Regions from separate parts of the Mus musculus genome. Here region 2 is linked to region 1. Evidence: chromatin contacts called from public Hi-C data. All regions are on one chromosome and are shown on one strand. Each heading gives the region's core, a stretch centred on a gene start, on an enhancer-like site or on the middle of the called end of the contact. The rest is flanking DNA. Distances are from core to core; before and after follow the strand shown. Region 1 overlaps Itpr2 (inositol 1,4,5-triphosphate receptor 2). Region 2 overlaps Itpr2 (inositol 1,4,5-triphosphate receptor 2).

What was found. Hi-C and Micro-C count contacts between places; a contact is called where the count stands out from the background.
Region 2: a Hi-C map of Th2 cells shows a contact between it and region 1, with 1.5 times the contacts expected there. The contact joins two enhancer-like sites. A contact is called at or near these places in 5 of 39 promoter capture datasets (the 3T3-L1 cell line, the C10 cell line, HPC-7-derived erythroid cells and 1 more), 3 of 15 datasets of contacts at CTCF or cohesin (CD8 T cells, the NIH/3T3 cell line and large pre-B cells), 18 of 484 Hi-C or Micro-C datasets (the 63-12 cell line, the BV-2 cell line, the C10 cell line and 13 more) and 8 of 115 datasets of contacts at active chromatin or transcription factors (the 230-238 cell line, CD8 T cells, DN3 thymocytes and 5 more).

Annotation. Positions count from the first base shown.
Region 1 is chr6:146,428,011-146,434,977 of GRCm38.p6, reverse strand. The region is part of intron 2 of Itpr2 (inositol 1,4,5-triphosphate receptor 2); the gene reads left to right. Among named protein-coding and RNA genes, the nearest start is that of Itpr2, 71 kb to the left of the region's middle. Within about 2 kb of position 2,292, at least 49 of the 459 cell types and tissues checked have an H3K27ac peak or open chromatin away from gene starts, as enhancers often do. A contact at or near this core is called in the G1E-ER4 cell line, the HPC-7 cell line and Th2 cells, where this site is marked.
Region 2 is chr6:146,482,495-146,488,682 of GRCm38.p6, reverse strand. All of the region lies in intron 1 of Itpr2 (inositol 1,4,5-triphosphate receptor 2), which reads left to right. Among named protein-coding and RNA genes, the nearest start is that of Itpr2, 17 kb to the left of the region's middle. Within about 2 kb of position 2,417, at least 40 of the 459 cell types and tissues checked have an H3K27ac peak or open chromatin away from gene starts, as enhancers often do. A contact at or near this core is called in the G1E-ER4 cell line, the HPC-7 cell line and Th2 cells, where this site is marked.

The DNA of each region.
Region 1 (6,967 bases), core at 1,043-3,542:
AGACCAATTTCTTAGCCACACTTTGTGTGTATAAGAACACTGTTTTCATCTTCGTAACCCTGACTATCTCTCAAGTCTGGAGGGTGAAGAGGAAATGGCTTTTGTTGCCAGTAATACTCTTCACTGTTTACACAGTGTTTGCTAATACCCAGCAAATCGAAGGGATGAAGAGTAATGTCTTTACCATCAAGGTCTATGCTATAGTTTGGATCTTTAATGGCCCCCAAGACCTGTGTGGAAGGCTTTATCCCCAGGCTGTGGCTCTATTGTGGACTAGAGAGTCCAACAGTGGGGCCTAGTAGAAGTTAGGTACCTGGTCTACCATGGAGGGGCAGTTGGTGCTCCATCTCCTTCTTGCCCTTCTCTTTGCTTGCTGTCTATGATGAGGTTAGTGGTTCCGCCCTTCACACAGTCCCACTGTGGTTTCCTGTGGCACCACAGATCCAAGTGCAGCAGAACTTGCAGTTGTTAACTGACTTGACTACCTCAGGCATTGTGTCACAGTGATGGAAAGACACCTAGCATACCCTGTCATTTGCCCAGGGACTCACAAATCCTATGTGTGGTTGAACTTGTGTCACGTGTTCTAATCTAGAGTCTTATCAGCAAAGATCTTGACAGCTCACACCCTGAGTTTTAGCTCCTTTATCTCAGAGAACATAAGGTTGGATTTTATCTGAGTCTCCTTGGAGGTTTAACACTGCAGTGTTGCACAGCCTAGAGCTATGACAGACAGCTTCTCTTCCCTTCAGTGATGAGTAGATGGCTGTCCACAGGGAGGAGATTGCTGTGCTCATGGATGGTGGGCCACACAGTACTTTGATGAACTTTAATGTTTGTTAACATAGGCCAGACATTTCTGATGGCCTTTGTAACCTCTCTAGGCAAGGCCAAGGTTGAAGTTTGGTTTGACATTCCATGCTGGAGCATTCACTCTCTCTCTCTCTCTCTCTGACAACTTCTCAACATTAAGAGTTTGATGTAGACAGTACATTTCCAAATGAGTTTTTTAGTCTGAGACATAGGCAGAGCTACACCTGTTGCATACTGTCCCCACAGTCAAGCCTGAGATTAATTGCTACCGTGTACCGGCCCTTGTTTTCCTATCTCCTACCTGAAGGAGTCTTCTAACAGCTTTGTCTGTCAGTCACTGGGAAAGACCACTGGTCTCCACTGCATCCTCTTGTAAAGAGGAGAAGAACTTTCCCAGAGCCTCACCCTTGAGTCTGTCCACATGCAGGGAGTGAAAGTCTCGGGCAGCAACTCTCTCTAAGTCAGCATGAGCTCATTTTACAAGTCAGCATGGAAGGGCATTAGGTGGATATCCACCTTGCCGAATGGCAGCTTGCAGGTGGTTTAATACGTTCTGCCTCACTTGCATCTTAATCTTTAAGAAGGAGGAGACATGAGAAAACATGACTTCTCTTTACTCTTGGCCAAGACAGTGAGATTTAGACACTGGCCTTGACCAGAGTGCTGAAGGTGGTTTCTGGGAGGCAGAGACAGCCTCAGAGGCAAATATTTTAGGGATACAAAGAGCAACACTTCAAACTTGAGCAGGTGGCTACCAGACGTGGAGGTATAGGCTATTGTACGGCTAGGTTTGCAGGGCCTCACCCAGTGTGGAGTTTCTGCTACACACTATTGAGAGGTTTCAAGGGTCTTCCCTCCACAAGTGTTTGAAATGAGTTTGAAGCGAGTGCCTCTGGTTGCTTCATTTCCTTCCAGGGTAATTAGAAAAGAGGTCCTGATGTTGTGTTTCCTCTGACACTGCATGGTGAACCCCCGAGTCTTGCTGGATGACTAATGTGTCCAGAGATGCCTTGTTCCTACAGAGCGTTGGCCTCTGAGGTGAAGGTTAAACTTGTCAAGGAATTAAACTCAAATCACTTCCTTTTGTTTGTGCTTCCCATGACTGTTTCATGAAGCAAACTTTTCCTTTTCCTTTGTTTTAAAACTTTTTGTTGTTGTTGAGCCTTAGCATGATGAAGAGGCCATTGTCTAGTTCAAAGTGGCTCTGAGGGAGTTTCTGACTGGAGAGTCCCTTTCAAGTTGAGAGAATGAGCAGATGTAGAAAGCTAACTTCAGTTTTGTTTTGGGTTTTGAGACAGGGTCGCATGCTGTAGCCTAGGCTAGGCTCAAAGCCATGGCAGGCCTTCTGCCTCAGACTCTCAAGTACTTGGATTACAGGTGTGAGTCACCACCAGCTTTTTAGCAAGCTAACTGTAACAGCAGGGTTGGAAAGGTCTGGGTGAGTCTGAACTAGCTGAGTTCTGCAAGCAGGGAAAAGTGGGCCTGTTGGAGGTGCCACTCACACTGGTATTGTGACAGAGCCTGAGTCATACTGTACTTACAATACAATGGAAAGTGTCTCCCCTGTTCAATGCTGTTCTGTTACAGAGACTTCACGAATTTTATACAAAAACACACTGGAACGTCTCCCACCGAAAGGTTGAACGTGTTGTTCATTGCACACTCTTGGGGTGTTGTTCAGTTTGAACCTATGATTGCTTTTTGCTGCTTGCTGAGGGCTTAGTCAGCTCTGAGAGAAGGAGGCAACATTAATCATACTGCCTCACATTTATGACAGGCTTTCAAGTTCACAGAGAGATTTTATCTTCTTGTCCATCTCAGCAGCCCTGTGAAGTAGGTGTGGCCGGCATTATTAACACTTTCATTAGGCAGTAAACTTAGAACTGGACAAAACATCCGACTAGCCCACGATTAGTATGTATATTCTAACATTCCCCCTGAAGAAGACAAAGCGAGAAAACTAACCACACATAAGCTCCACTCCCCCAGCTTTTTCCACAGTTGTTTGACGGATGGTCCGTCGATCCAAACTGTCTTGCAGTCCTAATTCTCATGCTTTATTTACTAACTTATAAAATGAAATGTTACCTGTAGGAGATTCCCAGGAGCAGTTGACTAAAGCCCTGCTGTGAAAGGGATTTTGCAATAGGAGGCTTTGCCTGTCAGGCAGGATGGGTGGAAGCTTGTTCATCTGGCCCACTTCACCCCTCCCTTCCCTGTTTGCAGCCCCGAAGCCACAAGGCTACTGGGCATTGGTCCCGTCCATTCTAGTGTAGAGCCTTACCAAGTCTGACCGCAGTGGTTCAAGGCATTTGTGTTCATCTTTCCGTCTCCTGCTCTCTTCACCTTTTGAGTTCTGTCAAAGCTTGAAGCTCATTGAAAGCTCTGCATTTTCCATGGGCTGTGGTGGTACACCTGAGCCCGTGGCCTCTCCCTGCAGGTCTGGACCTCAGCCAAACACTTGGTTTGCACATCCCAGCCAAGGTCCTAGGCTTCGTGCACTGGAGCGTCTTGCACAGCTGCTGGCTCTGCTGCAGTAACCTTGCATCCCCCTTCTGTGTTTGTTTCCTCCTTGGGAAGCCTTTTCTGACATCTGCCACATGCGTCTGCTGCATGCGTCTGCTGCATGTGTCTGCTGCATGCGACTTTATTCAACATCTCCAGACCCCACCATGGAAAACTTTACAGAGGGTTTCCTAAGGGTGGGACCTCAGTTGTAGCGCTCTGGCTGGACTCCTGTGGGGAATACAGTAAGCAAGGTTGGATGTTTGGTGTTTCCTAACCACTTGAGCCACATACTTGCTCCTCACTGCTGTCTTCATAGACATTTTCCTGGCTTCCCAAAGAAGCCATTTCAAAGGAGTGGCATTGGAGTGTTCTGGTATTTACAAAAAAGTATTTTCGGGGTCAGAAGTCCCCTTCCTGATGTACTACGATAGGAATCTGTAGCAAGTGAGAGACCTGTTGCTCCTCTTTTAGCAAATGATTGAGTCGAGGAGGGCGGGCCGTGGATCACAGGGCTCTGCTCTGGGAGAGCATCGATTTTCGATTTGCGGTTTTGTTGTACCGAGACGGTGAAGTTTGGTCACTGCCTCATATTTGTTGAAAGAGTCTACAGCATTAACTCACAGATGTTCTTTCAGAGTTGTGCTTTATAACTCTGTATAACCCTCTTTGTAGTCACTAGTGTGTAGGAAATAATTTCTGAGCCATGTAGGGATACACTGCCAATGATAACATGTCTCAACTGTAGCCTTTGTTTTCACCAGCAAGTGCCAGGTACTTTTGAGTCACATTGAAGCTGTGATGGTCTTCCAGCCTGGGTTAGCAGTTTGACGATGTCTGCTTTCTGCTCCGTATAAACTATCAATTTTGGGCTGGGGTTATATCTTAGTGGAGCTATAGCTTAGTGCCTGGCTAGCATTCAATCCTGAGCACTGCCAGATCAAATAAACAAACATTTGTTGTTATTAGTATATTTTTTAAAAACTTACTGATTTTTTTGTGAATTTCACATCATGTACCCCCTTCCCCCTCCCCTTGTATCTGCCCCCTGCCCTTGCAACCTCCCCTCAAAAGAAAACACACACACACACACACACACACACACACACACACACACACTAATAAAAATAAGACAGAGCATAGAAAACATCTCCTGTGGAAGCTGTAGTGTGTCACAGTGTGTCCAGCAGTGTGTCCCTCTGTCCACACATCTTCAATTGTGAATGTTCATTGCAATGAGTCTTGGGTCTGGTTCAAGGTCTCTGGCTTCTGTGACCCCACCAACATTATCAGATCCTCACTGGGACTCCTTTGGGTTATTCATGTCCAGTGTCATGGAGACCCTTCAGTTTTGGATCAGCAGGACTGGCATTTTCACCTGTCCCAACAGTTCACAGATAACACAGATTTTGCCGTGGGCCAACTAAGAGCCCTGGATCTAGGCCTGGGTGTTGGTTGAGCCGGTCAGCCCACTGGTTCTCCCTTATCCGCACCACCAGGGGGAGCTCTACAGCACAGCTCTAACTAGGCCACCCAATGCCACCATCATCAGGAGGCAGGGTCAGCTTTTCTGCTGCCCTCAAGGCCAGCTCACCTGAACCCATGCCTCCAAAGTCAGCTTCACTAGGCTGCCCAATCAAGGCATGGAGCCCACTCTCCCAAGTGCTGCAGTCTGTGAGGGGCTGGGCCAGTTCTGCACAGATCCTGGAAGTACACATGGTCCTGGTTGGCCGCCCCTCTCTAGTGTGCGTCCAAACCCCGGCTGCCACATAGCCACTGACCCAGACAAGGCCTTCAGAGCAGCAGCACAGGCCAGGACGTCACCAGGGCCTCAGGCGGGATTGGGGGCGTGGCTTGTGTCTCCAGTTCTATCCCCTTTACAGTGCTGAAACTGCTGTTCTCTCTCTCTCTCTCTCTCTCTCTCTCTCTCTCTCTCTCTCTCTCTCTCTCTCTCTCTCTCTCTCTCTCTCTCTCTCTCTCTCTCTCTCTCTCTCTCTCTCTCCACCACATGCTTGTATATTGTAGTGGCACCCGCAGCAGACTGGGTGACCTACTCTTTGTTGCCTGGCCTCAAGAGGGTCTTAGGTTTCGACAGCCTGCCCATGAGGCATGGCGGTAGGTGGGACTATGGAGAGTTCTTCTCCCCCAGGGAGTCCTGCGGAGGCAGGCAAGTCTCTGGGACTCTCTCCCTGCCTGCACCCCATGGCTTGGCAGTGGGAGGGTCTCTGGACATCTTTCTCCTCCCGTGCTACTGTTGTGTGGTGGCAGGCAGGGCTCTGTGTGTCTACAGGCCTTCCTGTAGTGCAGTGGAGGGCATCTTTCTCTGCATGATGGTCAGCAGGCCTCTGAATGTCTCCTGATTTTACTTTTAGCCTCCACTGCCATCAGCACAGCCTTGGGATACTGTGATGATCTCCTTGTCACTGACCCTAGCACAGCAGCCAGAGGTCTCAGCCCGACGCACTCTGTGTGTGTGTCTGTGTGTGTGTGTGTGTGAGAGAGAGAGAGAGAGAGAGAGAGAGAGAGAGAGAGAGAGAGAGACAGAGAGACAGAGACAGAGAGACAGAGACAGAGACAGAGAGACAGAGACAGAGACAGAGACAGAGACAGAGACAGAGACAGAGACAGAGAGAAGAAGTGCGCAGTTAGTGAGCAGTACCTGTGGAAGCCAGGAGGAGGCATCAGATCTTCTAGAACTGGAGTTACATACAGGCTGTGAGTCATAGGTCCAGCGGGAGTGCTGAGAGCCAAACGCTGGTCCTCTGGAAGAGCAGGAAGTGCTCTTAACCACCGAGCCACCTAAATTACGAATTAATTTTTGTATATGGAAATAGGGCAATTGATAGAATTTGTGGGGTAAAGGTGCTCTCTGCGAGGCCTGATGACATGAGTCAGATTTCTGGAACTTACAAGGTGGAAGGAGAGAACCAACCCCCACAAGTTGCCCTCTGGCCTTCACAGCATCCCCACAAATAAATAAATAATAGATAGATAAAAATAAATAGATTCTTTGTGTATATTTTAAGATTATTATATTTCCTGGTTTTCTATTTTTTTTATTTTTTAAAATTTTTAATTATGCCAGGCAGTGGTGGCACACAACTTTAATCCCAGTACTTGGGAGGCAGAGGCAAACAGATTTCCGAGTTTGAGGTCAGCCTGGTCTGCAGAGTGAGTTCCAGGACAGCCAAGGCTACACAGAGAAACCCTGTTTCGAAAAACAAACAAACAAACAAACAAACAAATTTTTAGTCATACTCGTTGTCTTTGTCAGTGTTCCATTGCTGTGAAGAGACAGCACAACTACAGTAATTCTTATAAAAGAAAGCTTTTAACTGGGGCTAGCTTACAGTTTCAGAGGCTTAGTCCAGGATCCTTGTGGTAAGGGCTGTATCTTATATGTGCATGCCTGGTGGGTGACCAAGAAGCTTGGAAGAGGGTGCTGGTTCCTCAAAGTTGGGGTTACAGTTAATTATTCCCCACCATGTACTTGAACCTGGGTCCTCTGCAAGAGCAACAAGTACTCTTAACCACTGAGCCATTCTTCCAGCTACGTTTTAAAGTACTGAGTATGTGTGAGTATGAATATGTATGTGTTTTTGTGTGTGTGTGTATATGTGTGTGAGTGATATGTGAGACTGTATGTGTG
Region 2 (6,188 bases), core at 1,168-3,667, 54 kb before region 1:
ATTTAAAATTTATCATTCTCTCATTTTATTTGTAATTATTTCCTCGCTCTCTCTCTCTCTCTCTCTCTCTCTCTCTCTCTCTCTCTCTCTCTGTGTGTGTGTGTGTGAGAGAGAGAGAGATGGTGCATGTGTAGAACAACCCTGTGGAGTCATTTTTCTCCTTCTACTTTCTTGTGGGATTTGAGCTTGACCTCTGGATACAAGGCTTTCACGACAAGTGTCTTACTCACTGAGCCTCCTGGCTGGCCCTGTTTTGTTTTATCTACTGAGAAAAAACAATGCACTAGCTTGCAGCCTTTAGGATAAAATTGTGCAGACCTCTCCGTCACTCCCCCCACATCCTCCACCCCATCCCAGTGTCTCTGACTTTTCAGATTGGCCAAGAATCAGGAGTTCTGACCAGATTGATTGTTAGGGATGAGCAAAACAACTTATGTAAGATAATTAGACAGTTTACAAACAAATCTATTTGTTTAGGAAAAGGTGTCAAGTTTTAGCTACTAACTGATCAAATTATAATCCTTGTCTTGGAGACACTAGTGAATTTTAGACAAAATCATGCGGATTTGAGATGGCTACAGGGTGGATCTTATTCCTGTCTCTTAGCAGCAGCTACCCAAACAGCAAACACCACTGGGCCTTCAGCTTTCTTTTAGAAATGCCTCAGGATAATTTCTCTCTTTTCTGGAAAAGTGACATATACACATGGACTCAGTGTGGAAGAACTGTTAAAAAAAATCATTGAAAATGCTTTAAAGGGGCTGAGGATGCAGCTAGTCTGTGTGGAGCACTTGCTGAGCACGTATAAAGGCCTGGATGTGTGTCTGCTGTCCCACTCAAATGGCACAGGCAGGAGGACCAGAAGTTTAGGGTCATGCCTTCACTGGGTCTCTAATAGCCCAGGCTATGTCAGGAGGTTGAGGCCAGCCTGGGCTACTTGTTTGAAAGCTTCTCTTTGAGCGGCTTCTTCTCTTAGCTCATGTCAATAGAGCTCTGAAGTGAGAGGGGCTACTCGTAGGTGATTAATTGGTGATAGACTTGGGCTTGAAACCTACCACACTCTCAGGCATGATAAAGAAGGAAAATATCTGGACACTAATTTTATTAGTCAGATACGGTTTGGGGGACACAGGAATGAGAAAAATCCAAATCAAATCTCTAACCTAAAGGATTTTGTGATGAGAGTAACAGAGTCTGCACGTCCAGACTCTCGGAGCCCAAGGCTCTGTACCACGTGGGTTGTCTCAAGCCTGGTCGGTGCTCTGTCTGTGATGCCAGGGGCTGCTGGAAGTGTTCTTCTTCCTCCTCTTCTTCCTCCCAGAACTAAGAGTGCTCAAAGCCCTCGGAACAGTATGTGATCTCCACTGCAGCGGATTAGACAGGCGCTGAGGCAGGGGAAGAGCTGCTGGGGCTAACAGATGGGGTGCCATCTCTTAGAGTGGGAGGAGAGCCTTTCTCCCTTCTTCAGTCAGGGTTCCTGGTGGGAAGGAGGGACTTGGGTACTGAAAGCAAGCAGTGATAAGACCCAACACATCGCAGCCAGCGGAATAGATCCCAGCCCTCAGAAAGCTGCATCCTAGGACCTTAGGGAACGTGTGTAGCCTGTAGTTATCCACTCTTTGAGCGTTCTCCTTCAGGGAGCTAGGGCTCTGCCACATCCTGATGGGAGGGGGAATGGTCTGAGACCTGACTCCTCAGCCGGTGGGAAGTCTCAGCTTTGTCTTCAGCTGGTGAAGACACGGTTTTTCAGGGACTCAGCTGGTGAGGGAACCCAGTGGTTTGCTGTAGGTCAGTGATGTCGCCTCACATTTGAAATGGAAAGACTTCGTGAAACAGTTTTTCTAGAAGAGCCCATTGTTGAGTAAACGTTTATTTCCTTCTGTGTGTGTCCCCTTTCCCTCTCCATTTCCACCTCCCACCCCCACCCCGTGTGCGTGTGCGTGCGCGCACTATGAAGTAGGGACCTTGCCTATGTCTTCCCTTTCTCTTTAGCTTAGCACAGTACCCAAAGGACACCCGTTTCTCTCTTAGACACCATCCAGAAGCTCTTCCCGGCCTGTCTTAAAATCTAAATTCCTAGAGTGTGGCAATGGGGCTGCTCTGTGGCTAGCTGCTCAGCAGAAGCCCCAGGGCTGACAGAAATCTTGCTAAGTAGCATTTGTTTTCTCTAACAGACTTGGAACTTTAAAAAATATATCTAAATTACCAATGGTTTTTGTTTTTGTTTTGAGAATTTCATATCTAAGTGCTAAATTTACATAATTCCAACCCTCCCTTCTCTCCTGTCCCTCCCGAATTCATGACCTCTTCTTTTTAATTAGTCTTGGAACTTTGAGAGAGTGTCTGGAAGCTTCCACAGGAAATGCCCCATGTCAGTTTACTCACGGTTGGGTTCTCTGGGTTTCTGGCTATCTAGATTTAGACACGTAGCCACAGTGTGATTTTCTTTTTAGTCTTCACTGACTCCTGGGCTTTGAAGATACAGCTGTGCTGGTTTCTGTTTTGGTTTAGTATTTATTTATTTTATTTTATTTTTAACAAGCAGTGAAGCTCGAGGCTGCACTTCACTTCCTTTCTCCATTTCTTGCTTTAAAAGAGGACATGAAGGAGACTTGAATGAGGCTCAGGTGCCATGGCTGCAGTGTGGTTTGGGAATAGTTACCTAAACCAAGCTATTTAATTTTGTTGCTAGAGGGAGGCTGAAGGGATAAATAGAGGCTAAGAGCTCAGGCTGCTCTTGCAGAGGACCTGGGTTTCCAGCACCCACATGTCAGCTCATAACCAGATGTAATTCCTGTTCCATTGCCTTCTTCTGGCATCCTGGCACATGCATGCTATAGAAACATGTATGCAGGCAAGCCTTCATATACTTAAAATAAAAATAAGTAAAATTGTAATTTGTAGATAGCCAATTATTTCTGCTTTCTAAATATGTTCCTGCATCAGTAAACACAACGTCAAATCAAGGACTTAAGGGCTGGAGAGACGGCCCTACAGGGTCCTTAAGAGTGTTTGCTACTCTTGCAGAGGACCTGGGTTTGGTTTCTGCTCAAGTCAGGCAGCTCACAACTGCTTTTAGCTCCACTTCTAGAGGATCTGATGCTCCCTCTGGCCTCCACAGAGCTGCAGGCTTATGGTACACATACAAAGCAGACACAGATATCTGCATGAAAACCTATTAAAATTGAAAAGAGAAAACACCGAGTGGCTGGGAATGGTGGCTCATACTTGAAGCAGGTGACCGAGGATGTGCCGTGTCGTTAACTTACTCTGAGGGACAGACACTAGGAGCGAAGACAGGCCCTCTCATGGCTGCTACACTGGGCTGATCTGGACGGAAACTAATAATGAACAAGGACTTCTGTTGGTGATGCTGCCTGAGTCCAGAGTAAACTTTGGGGCAACGTTCCTCTCTCACAGACCTTCCTCAGATAAGAGCAGCTTTCTTATTTTTCTACTAGTCCTTGTGCCTTCTGCAAGAGATGCCACCAGCTTCTGCGGTTGTGGCCTTTCACTGTGCAAGTTACAGGTAGATACACAGTTAGAGGCCTGGCTGTCTCCTATTGTGTGTGTACTTTCTCATCTAATTTATAGTTATGGATGGCATTAATATTTGTACTTAACTTGGACTTTATGCCCAAAGCTAGAACAACTTAAATGAGGAAGAGGCTGCGAGTCTGAACTGGTTTAGATGAGAGATTGATTATATATGAAATCTACATTGTCCCTGCCGAGTACCAGGAAGGTGAGATGACTGTGCGGGGCTGCCCCTTTTATGATTAGAATTTTGGTGGGAAAACTTCACAATGGGCCTTAAAAACAGTTGCTCAAATAAGTTAGCTTTAAAAACAATTACTGTGTAATTTAGTTCAAAACACACCGAACTCTAGGCAAACGGTGACTAAGGAGACAGAGTCAGCCTTTCCTTAGCACTGAGCTCCGTAGTCAGTTGTCTAGTACAGAAAGGTCAACCCAGAAACCATGCATACAATAAAATCAGTATCAGCTGGTTGTATTTCTATATCTGTGTACAGATACACATATATACATAGGTAATCATAATAATTGGAGAAGAGGAGGCTGTCAATCTGAGAGTGGGAGCAGGTTGGAGGGGGAACCAGAGAGGGCCTGGGAGGAGGAAAGGGAAGAAAGAGCTGTGATTGTGTTTCAATTAAAATTAAAAATTCACAGAAAGTGTGAGGGTTGGGGAGTTGGCTCTGTGGTAAAGGGCCTACTGTGCAAGCCTGAGGACTCCTGTGAAAGCTGGATTGGGCAGGGGTAGCACTGGATAGGGCAGGTTCAGCACTGGTCTGAGTGGGTGTATCAGATGGAGACAGGAGGATCCTGGGGCCTGAGGGCCAGCTTGTCTAAGCTAATCAATGAATTTCAGGTTCAGTGAGAGACCCTGCCTCAAATACACAATGGAGAGACATTGGAGGAAGAGAATTGACTGGCTTCCATATTTGTAGGTACAGGTCAGAGTGATACACATGTGTGTGTATGACCCTCACCTCATTCTCCAGGAAATGTGAAATATAATGATAAGCACATTTACACGATTTAGTCACAGAGCACAAATGATCTCCAGGTTGGTGCTTTTCTGCTCATTTCTACAGAGGGTAGAAGATTATACTATCTTAGAGGGAATTAGGAAAATCTTACTGTGCTGTCTAGTTTTATATCAACATAGCTATGGTCATTGGACAGGAGTAAACCTCAATTGAGAAAACACCTCCATAAGATGGGGCTGTAGGTGATCCTGTAGGGCGTTTTCTTAATCAGTTGATTGATATGGGAGGGACCAGCCCATGTGGGTGGTGTCACCCCTGAGCTGGTCATTCTGAGTTCTGTAAGAAAGCAGGCTGAGCAAGTCATGGGGACCAAGCCAGTAAGGGACGCCCCTCCCTGGCCTCTGTATCAGCTCCTGCCTCCAGGTTCCTGTCCTGCGTGAGTTCCTGTCCTGACTTCCTTCAGTGATGAACAATGATATGGAAGTGTAGGCAGACAAACCCTTTCCTCCCCAGATTTGGTCGGGGTATTTCATCACAGCAATAATAACCCTGACTAAGATATGATACCCCAATCAAAAAACAGACTCCTTAAAAAGAAGAGTGATAGCCTGGTGCTTGTATGTATTTGCATTAACTGAGAAGATTGGAGATAGTTATATATCCCTTAGATTCCTGGATCTTCAGTTTCAGGCAGTTGGTTGCAGTATTAGTTGGCACTGAAAGTGGATTTGCCTTTAGCAGTTTAGAAGCAGGAAGAGCAGCAGGAAGAGGCAGGAATCTGTGCTCCTCGGAAGCTGCCCCCAGGCTATACAGCAGCCGGTTCCAAGTCTTGGTAAAGGCTGTAGCCAGAGGAATCTGCTTGGTATCAGCTCAGAAGAAAAGCACAAGTGTGGAGTGGAGACAGCCTCTCCCTAGGGAGGAAGGGGTTAAAGCAGGGACAGGAGGGTCACCATGGCTCAGATCCAAGGGATGCCAGTACATCCCCTCACCTTGTCCCCCTAAAGCTGTCTTTCTCAGATGTGAAGTTTTAAAAACAAGGTATACAACTTCAAAGAAGCCTTTAACACAGTCGCGTGCCCTGCAATCCCCAGGGTTGCTAGCTCTTTCACAGGGCAGTGGCTCTTTGGCTGTATTAGATTATAACATGGAGTTGGGCTTGGCACTGCATGCCTGCAATTTCAGTCCTTGGGATTGGAGGCAGGAAGATCAGAAGTTCAATGCCAATCTAACCTGATCTACATGAGACCTGGCTCAACTCCCCTCCTTGCATAAATAAAAATTAAGAAATACTTATGTCCATATATATTGTGTAGGGTTTGGAGACTCTCAAATGAAGAGAAAAGATACATAAAACTATATACAGATGGTAGCAATGACCCTTCAGACCACATAATCTTCTTTTAGGAAGATAGTGGTGTAGCTCTTCTATTCCTTCACTTCCTAGAAATTGTCTGTCTATCTGTCTGTCTGTCTGTCTCTCTCTCACACACATACCCATGTGTGGTCTCGAGAGTTCTTGCTTTATCCTCTCCATACCCCTTACTATAGGTCTAATATTTGAGACCCTCTTACCCTTACAAAGGGTTAAGGCAGCCCGCTTCAAGCTATTAGCTTTACTTTCAGAGGAAAACTGAAGAAAAGGAGCCAGCACCATCGTATACTGTGACAGTGGTGTTT